Linked DNA regions of Mus musculus: region 2 is linked to region 1. A link is a contact called in public promoter capture Hi-C data. All regions are on one chromosome and are shown on one strand. Each heading gives the region's core, a stretch centred on a gene start, on an enhancer-like site or on the middle of the called end of the contact. The rest is flanking DNA. Distances are from core to core; before and after follow the strand shown.

What was found. Promoter capture Hi-C pulls out the DNA fragments that hold promoters and counts their contacts.
Region 2: a promoter capture Hi-C map of pre-B cells shows a contact between it and region 1, with 5 times the contacts expected there. The contact joins the promoter of Rtl5 here to the promoter of Hdac8 in region 1. A contact is called at or near these places in 7 of 39 promoter capture datasets (3T3-L1-derived adipocytes, the C10 cell line, HPC-7-derived erythroid cells and 3 more), 1 of 115 datasets of contacts at active chromatin or transcription factors (embryonic forebrain) and 1 of 9 other capture datasets (pancreatic islet).

The regions. Positions count from the first base shown.
Region 1 is chrX:102,503,116-102,507,061 of GRCm38.p6, reverse strand. Hdac8 (histone deacetylase 8) reads left to right here and starts at 1,904. Exons shown (of 11, transcript NM_027382.4): 1 at 1,904-2,108; 2 at 2,611-2,663. The coding sequence starts at 1,998. Gm32262 (a long non-coding RNA gene) reads right to left here. Exons shown (of 14, transcript XR_003953070.1): 14 at 1,736-2,483.
Region 2 is chrX:102,069,060-102,073,005 of GRCm38.p6, reverse strand. It overlaps Rtl5 (retrotransposon Gag like 5), which reads left to right and starts at 1,699. Exons shown (of 2, transcript NM_001278534.1): 1 at 1,699-3,946. The coding sequence starts at 2,144. The coding sequence ends at 3,943. Nhsl2 (NHS-like 2) reads right to left here. Exons shown (of 8, transcript NM_001163610.1): 2 at 1,527-1,682.

The DNA.
Region 1 (3,946 bases), core at 655-3,154:
CAACGGAGCATGCATATGGAAGGCAGAGGACAACTTGCAGGAGGTATTTTTTCACTTTCCACCATGTGGAATCCAGAGATTGAATTCAGGTCATCAAGCTTAGCAGCAAGTACCTTTACCTACTGAGAAATCTTGTCTGTCACAGTTCTTTGTATTTTTTTTAAATCTAAGCTGCTCCTTCCAGTCAGCATGCCCTCTCATCCTCACCAAGCACAGTATTGTGCATCTCATAAGATATTCTGAAATGCTAGTAAGAATCCTACTTAACCATTTATTGTTAAGTACTTTATGCCTATTAAGTAAGCTAAGTGCCCTCCATTCATTATCTGGCTCTGTTATTAATATGGTTTCAAATGAAGTAGCCTTATCTTATCTATTATAATGCAGATTCCCTGAGAGTGCAGTGTATCTTTGAATCCAAAGCTAAAGTGTACACTTAGTTCATAGAAGTGCTTAATAGTGCACTCAGTTCATAGAAGTGCTTGGGTAACTGAATGATTACAGTGCTTTGAACTAGTTCTATAGACAAATACAAATGAAGCATAACTTGTTCCATTCTAATTGGAGAACAAATGCATATCTCTCTCTCTCTCTCTCTCTCTCTCACACACACACACACACACACACACACACACACACACACGTACATACCTCAAGATTGCAAGAATATTAAGTATTGGGATACTAAATCGAATATTGACCACAGGTATAGCAGAAAGTCAACCTGGAAGCATCAAATTCACATAGTAAAAGGAGTATTTAGGTTTTGGGTGTTAGGTAGAGCTAATTTTGGATTGTTTTCCTACCTCAGTGTGTGACCGAGAATAGTTTTTACCCTCCAAAGTACATCTGCAAAGTGGACATGTTACAGCTTGCGTCATAGAACTGTTGAAAGGATTAAGATAATATCCAAAGTGCTTATCACGAAACAAAAGTTTAAAGCAAGCTTGTCTTTTAAAGAAAGTACAAATCTGGGCCTGTCTCGGAGGCCTCAGTGTGTCAGTTGAGGATGGTCTGAGTGCTGGGAGTCTGGGAATTGACCAGCTAGGCTCAGATCTTGTAGGCATCCAGAACCCCCAAACTTCTGGTGGAAATAACACTGCCTGGGGACACACTAACACCCTGTACACCAAACCTAAAACATTTGCCCTAACCGTTGTTTAGCTTCAGAAGCAAATGAAAGAAAAAGTGGCTGTGTGTTGGGGGATGGGGGAGGTGTGTTTTCCCACTACTTGGGAGAGAACCCTTGCTTTTCATCACATGAAAGCTCCACAGTCCCTGTCTCAGTTTTAGGAAGGTGACATCGGGTTTGTCAGAGTGGATTATTGGAGAGGCTGTTAATCTCTTTCAGACAGTGATGAAAAGTAGCGAACTAAAGTTGCAGCACGAAATTTACTCTGTAAACATTTCAAACAATCCTCAGCCTTAGCACCATTAGCTAATGTAGCTGGGTGGTGGTCTTGCCTGCTATTGAATGTATAGTTTACCTCTATTTAAATATTTAAATGATATTTGCAGTTTGAAAACTTAAAAGAGTTCAGACTCTTAGCGCCAAAACTTGAAACCACGTTTTTTTAGTGTTTAGCTGTGTTTCTTTCTGTTACCATACTCCTTTAAAACTACATCTCCCAGCATGCTTTGGAGCTGGTCTGACCTCATTTCAAATGGCCCCGTAGGGCAACAAGGCTGGTTACTTTTGACCGTGCTACTTGTGCCATGAAAAAATTGATCCCAATTGGCAGTTATTTGGTTTTTATATCTGTCAGGCACCTTTTTTGAACTGTGGTCATCAGTAGAAGGCATCTGGTCTGGAAGGGCCCATCCATCCCTGTAGTTGGACGAGGGACCAGGGAAACTGTCTCCGGCGATCTAAATAGGAGGGAATGTTGACAAGGGAGCACCGCTGGGGCTGAACAGAGGAGCAGGAACTGGAGCTCAGGCTGAGTCTGAAAACTGTTGGCTCCAGACTTTGGCTCGCGGACGGTTGGAAGTGGGAGATGGAGATGCCAGAGGAACCCGCCAACAGTGGGCATTCACTACCCCCGGTTTATATTTACAGTCCCGAGTATGTCAGCATCTGCGACTCCCTTGTGAAGGTCCCCAAACGGGTAAGAGAGGTCTGGATCAAAGACCACGGTTTGCGGGGATGGGGGTGGGAGGGTGTGAAAGGGAGTACATTAGGAAACGAGAAAACTGGACTGAAGGATACCTTCAGCAAAAATGTAACTAGCAGTGCCAGGCACGCCAAGCCGAGCAGAAGGAAGTGGTTCATTACCTTCAGAGAGCGCAGTGGGGCATCCAACGCTCGAGTGGGGGCGGGGGGCGGGGGAGGGGAAGGATTGGCGCAGAGGTGAGCGGAGTTACCAATAGGGGGTCCTGGACCACAAACTGTTAGGAGAGAGTATTCCATCACTTGCGTTAGTAAAGCTGGGGAGCTTCGAATCTTGGCGATTTTGAGACTCTGTGTTTGTCTTAAGTGTATTCTGTTAAAGTGACAGAAGGGAGAAGAGAGAAAGTAGTTAGTTCTCCGCGCAGGCTGTTGTTGTTAATGGCATTTCAGTACATTGAACCTTAAGGAGACTGCTCTGCCTTTCTTTGATGCTGTTTCAGGCCAGTATGGTCCACTCTCTGATCGAAGCCTATGCCCTGCATAAACAAATGAGGTAAGTGCGTTGACCTTTCTGAACATGATCATTTCTGAGGGCAGGCGTGTTCATAGCCTTAACACCTTGTCTCCTCCCAGTGGGACTAACCAGCGAGAAATGCTGCGTTCAAAAAAAAAAAAAAAAAAAAGCTTGTGTGGGAGTGGGGTGTTCATAGTCTTTGTTAGATGCTTGTACCGCCGGGAAAGCTTGAGAACAGTTGGGAAAGGCACACGAAGGGGTTAAGATCCCTTAGAAAAGAGACTTTGCTTCTAGACATGTGAGGAGGTGTTAAGCTGGAAAATGTTTTGTTTTATATTTGGTCTGGATTTTGTTTGTTTTCTAAAGCTAGATTTGGGGATGTGGGTTCAATTTGAGACTTAGATCTGCTACCCCACCCCCATCACCACCAAACTTTAACCTGGTCTCTGTTGACCACACAAGTAAAGCTAGCTACATCCTTCTCAAAAACAAGCCAAAAACAAGCTTTCTGTTGATTGCCAATTCTATATTTAATGTCATAAATGAAAGTATTATGGACCTGGCACATGTCAAATCAGGTTTTCTCATTACTGACCAACTACGTGACTGGCTAGATCACCTAATGCTGCATTTTCTTCACAGAAAGTAATATAATAGGTTTTCATATTTTATTCTTAGTATTAAGTCATTTTTAGTGTGTACATTCTTTTGGAATGTGTTGTTGTTTTGAGACAGAGTCTCACTGTGTAGTTCTGGCTAGCCAAGAACTGTTAACATCAACCAGGCTGGCCTTGAATTTACCAAGAACCACCTGCCTTGCCTCCCAGGTGCAGGATCAGCAGGTTTGCAGCACCATACCCTTCTAGGAATGTTTTCCTCCCTATGCTTAATTCCTATGGTCATCAAAATAACTACTTGTCTTTCCTTAAAAGTATTTTAACACTTTTCTGAGCCTGGTGGTACAGGCCGTTAATTCTAGGCCTTTGGAAGGCTGAGACAGGAACATCACAACTTCAAAGCCAGCTGGGTAACTTAGCCACACCCTGTCTCAAAATACAATTTTTAAAGGGGTTTAAGATAGTGTTCAATGTGTAGAACACTTGCCTAACATATAGGAGGTCTAGGCTCCCACACACAAAATTAACACTTACAAATATTTTATTGCAAACAAGATGTCAAAGCAAAGTCATTAGCTCGCTGCTGAGTAGTCAGTAGTCTTTCCTTTTAGGGTGAGTGAAACAGATGGGAAGGTGCTACAAGGCAACAATTAGAAAAGGCTGGGATGGCAGGGCGTGGTGGCGCATGCCTTTAATCCCAGCATT
Region 2 (3,946 bases), core at 450-2,949, 430 kb after region 1:
ACTGCTCAGGAGCAATGTGCATGAAGCCGGAAGAGAACCACACTGAGAAGTCCAGTCTGGAACCCTGCCTTGGATTGCAAGAACTTATGTTTGCTTTGTTTTTCTTTGAGACAAAGTTTTACATGTAGCCCAGGCTGGCTTCAGAACTCAAGATCCTCCTGCCTCAGTCTCTTGAGTGCTGGAGTTACATACAGGCTTGTGCCGCCATACCTGGCCGCAAGAACTCACGATTGATGTTTTCTAGGTCTGGTTCCACTGTGGGTGGGGTCAGGTCTAGGGAGGCTAAAAGTCAGGAAACCGAAGGTGGTGGCATAGAAGACAGCCAAGTTCATGGACACATGATGACGGAAGTATGTGTAAGATGTGAACGGGCCTGACCAAAGCCATGGCTTAGATGACATGCAGAAAGTGAGAGGTCAGAATGGACATTCCAGGCTCTGTGTGCTCTGAATCTGGTGCTGAGGCTGCTCTCAGGGCTGATTCTCTGCAGCAATGTCTGCGCTCTCTGCTCCGATTCCCTCTTCAGAAGCCCTTCCAGGTGCTCTTAAGTCTCAGGGCAGATACCCAAAGAGCACTCTTCCCTTTGAACTGTGGCCCCTGGGCATGTTGGAAAAGTTTTTCTTTGTCTGGAGGTGGAGGTCTGCCTCTCTCTGAGTTTCTGCTTCCTGGTCCTAATTCTACCTTTGCTAAACTAGCACATTCACTCCCCTCCCCCTCTTGCATGGTAGCTCTTCCTTGTTGGACACAGGGCTCATGATTATCTCTTAGCATCTTGCTTCTCTAAGGTCACTACTGCCCTTTTCGGGGAGCTGGGGGTTTCCACTGTATCCCCCTTGGGAGGCCCATCAGATGTTTTCTGTTCTGCACTGGGATTAATATATGCTGGCACGGAGATATAAGAACTGACAAGATATTTTGTACATTTCGTATCCATTGGGCACCTCCTGGGGGAATTCAGCCCTGTGTCCAGTGTCTCTGAAAAACTCAAGTAGTAAGAGAAACTCAAAGGTACAAGAGATGGCTTTTTTTTTTTTTTTGTGGTGCTGGACATAGAAGCTTGGGCCTTGCACATGCTACCACTAAGCTACATCCTCAGCTTGGAGAGATATATGGAGGAGCTCATTGTGGTTGGGAGGTTATTACAAGAGCAGAGTGTGTGAAGTCCAGGTAAGGAGAAACCCCTTTGTTTTCTGGTGCCAGCATCCCAAGGCATGGGCTATATAACAGGAGGGCTGGAAGGAATGTGGGTCCCCATTGAGGGAGTCTCCCATTTCCTTCTCCGTGAATTGCTTGACCACTACCCTGTCTCAGCCTGTATCCTTTCTCCCTTTATGGACTACTGAACCAAAAAGGGAGGGAGGAAGGGAGCAACAGCACTGGAAACAGAATGTTAGCATCATCAGTCTGGAAGGTGAAAAGAGAGATGGTTTGGAACTGTTTTCTTTTCTTTTGCTGCTCCCCATTTCTTCTTTGCCTCCCTCCTGCTGCGCAGCTGCCTCTAAGGCAGCCCCCCACCCTCGCAGTACCTTGCAACAGGCTCTGGAGATTGAGCTGCGCCTCGCGAAGCAGTTCCTCTACACTCGGGGGCCTGCCCGAGGAGAGGAACACGTTCACTGGCTGTCGCCATGACGACCTCGAGTGGGCAGTCGCTGTCGCATTTTCCCGACCCGAGTTAGCTGCAGCTAGGGAAGGAGAGAGTGAGTGAGAGCGCAGCCGCGGGAGCCAGTGGGCTCCCTCGGTTCCCGAAGGCCCGCCCCTGCGGGGGGCGCGCGTAGCTGAGCTTAAAAGGCGAGAGGGATCGCTGTCTGCAAGATTTTTCCTCGACAGATCCTGCCGCAGTCCCTTCCCTCCTACTCTGCCTGCCTCTGTTGGCGTCACCTCTGCCAGCGTCTCGTCTGTCTCCTGCGCCTGCCGCCTCCAGGTCCCGAGCTGCTGCCTGCTCTCTCTCCGACCCCTGCCACGAGGTAACGCGTCCCGGACCGAGCCCCTGTGGGTGTGGCCCGGGCTCGCTTGCGCCGGGTCGCCCTGTCGCCGCACGTTGGTCTCCTCCCACGCCCACCTCCTCATTTCTGCCTCCTCCTGCACTCCCCATAACTCCCTACCCCCAAGTGCCCAGCACTCAAAGCCCCAGGAACTTGTCACAATGTCTGAAGCGGCGGGAAATCTCAATAGCCTCCGCTTGGCGAATGTGGCCCTGCGAGAGGAGTTAAATGCCCTTCGAGGAGAGAATGTCCAGCTGGGCCTGCAGCTCGGAAGAGCCTTGGCCGAGGTTAATTCCTTGCGGGGCAATGTCTCGAGCTACATCCGCTGGCCCATGCCCATAGTACCGGTCCTTGCCGAGGAGAACTTTGAGTTCCTGCTCAATGAGACTGATCCCACTCCTGAGGAGGAGGAAGAGGAGGAGGAGGAGGTGCCTTTCCTGTGCTGGCCTCCTCCACGCACAGATCCCGAGTACGTCTCAGATGATCTTTTGATTAATGTGGTCCAGGACTATACCAACCCCGACGGGTCCAGTGACCCTCCTCTGTCACCCAGCCCGTCCCAGCCGGAACTGCACTCCCCCATGTTAAAGGAGCCAACCTTTGAGTTCCTTTTGCCACCGCTGGAGCGGCCAGACATAGAACCCTTTTCAGGCGACCCAGTGTACCTGGCTGAATTTCTGATGCAGCTAGAGACTTTCATAGCAGATCACGAGGATCACTTCCCTGGGGGCGCGGAACGGGTGGCATTTCTCATCTCCTTTTTCACAGGGGAAGCGAGAGACTGGGCTATCTCAGTCACTCAGGAAGGAAGCTCCTTGCATGCCAACTTCCCGCGCTTCCTGGATGAAATCCGTAAGGAATTCTGTGGCCCCATCCCCTCACGCGTGGCTAAAAAGGCCATACGCAAGCTCAAGCAGGGAAACTGTACCCTGGGCAGCTATGCAGATGCTTTTCAGTTCTTGGCCCAGTTCTTGTCTTGGGATGACTGTCGCCTCCAAAACCAATTTCTCAAAGGCTTGTCAGAAATTTTTCGAAAGGAACTCTTATGGTCAACTGAAGTGGCCGACCTGGATGAGCTGATTCTTGAGTGTGTCAAGATAGAAAGGAAAGTGCGTGTCCCCAAGACAGCCTCGCTCACTGGAGTTCAAAATAGCTGCTGCCCCTTTGCACTAATTCCTAATGAGGATGAAAATGAAGGTGTGGAGTTCTACAGTGAAAATGAGGGTGAGGGTGAAGAGGCAGGCGGGTACAGGCTTTATCTGAAGGATCAGAGGCAGCACATGACAGCTTTCCCACAAGAGATGAGGGAGGAAGAGGAGGAGATGAGGAAAGAGGAAGACGAGATGGAGGATGAGGAGGATGAGGACGAGGATGAGGATTATGAATTTGAGGAGGAGGATGAAGACGACGACGACGAGGAGGAAGAGGAGGAGGAAGAGGAGGAGGAAGACAAGGAGGAGGAGATGAAGAATGAGGATAGCGATGAGAATAAGTATGAAGAAGAAGATGAAGTTATCGTTAGGGTCCTGGAGCCAGAGCAGGAGCAAGAGAGGGAGGAGATAGAGCACGAGCATGTGTATGTGCACGAGCACATACACGCCCATGTGCACACACTTGCTGCCCACCACCACGGCCTACATGGAGAGCTCATGGTGATGGACGAACCTGTCCTTGTTGACACGTCAACCCAGACCATTAGCTCCGCCATAGGCTACCATGCTGAAAATTACCTGGGGGTATCCCCTTCTGTAATGCATTCTAGCAGACAGAGGAGCCAGAATCGAGTCCCACTTCTGGAGGGCCTTCCCGGGACCAATTCATCCTTCTACAGCCCGCCACCACTGATGCGCCATGCAGGTCGCTTGGGGCAACGCCAAATGCGAAGATGTCCCTCAGTGCTCTTCTGCCTCACTCCTAGGCAGGGGGGCCACCGAGCTACTCAAGGTCGAATTCGAGTGTGAACA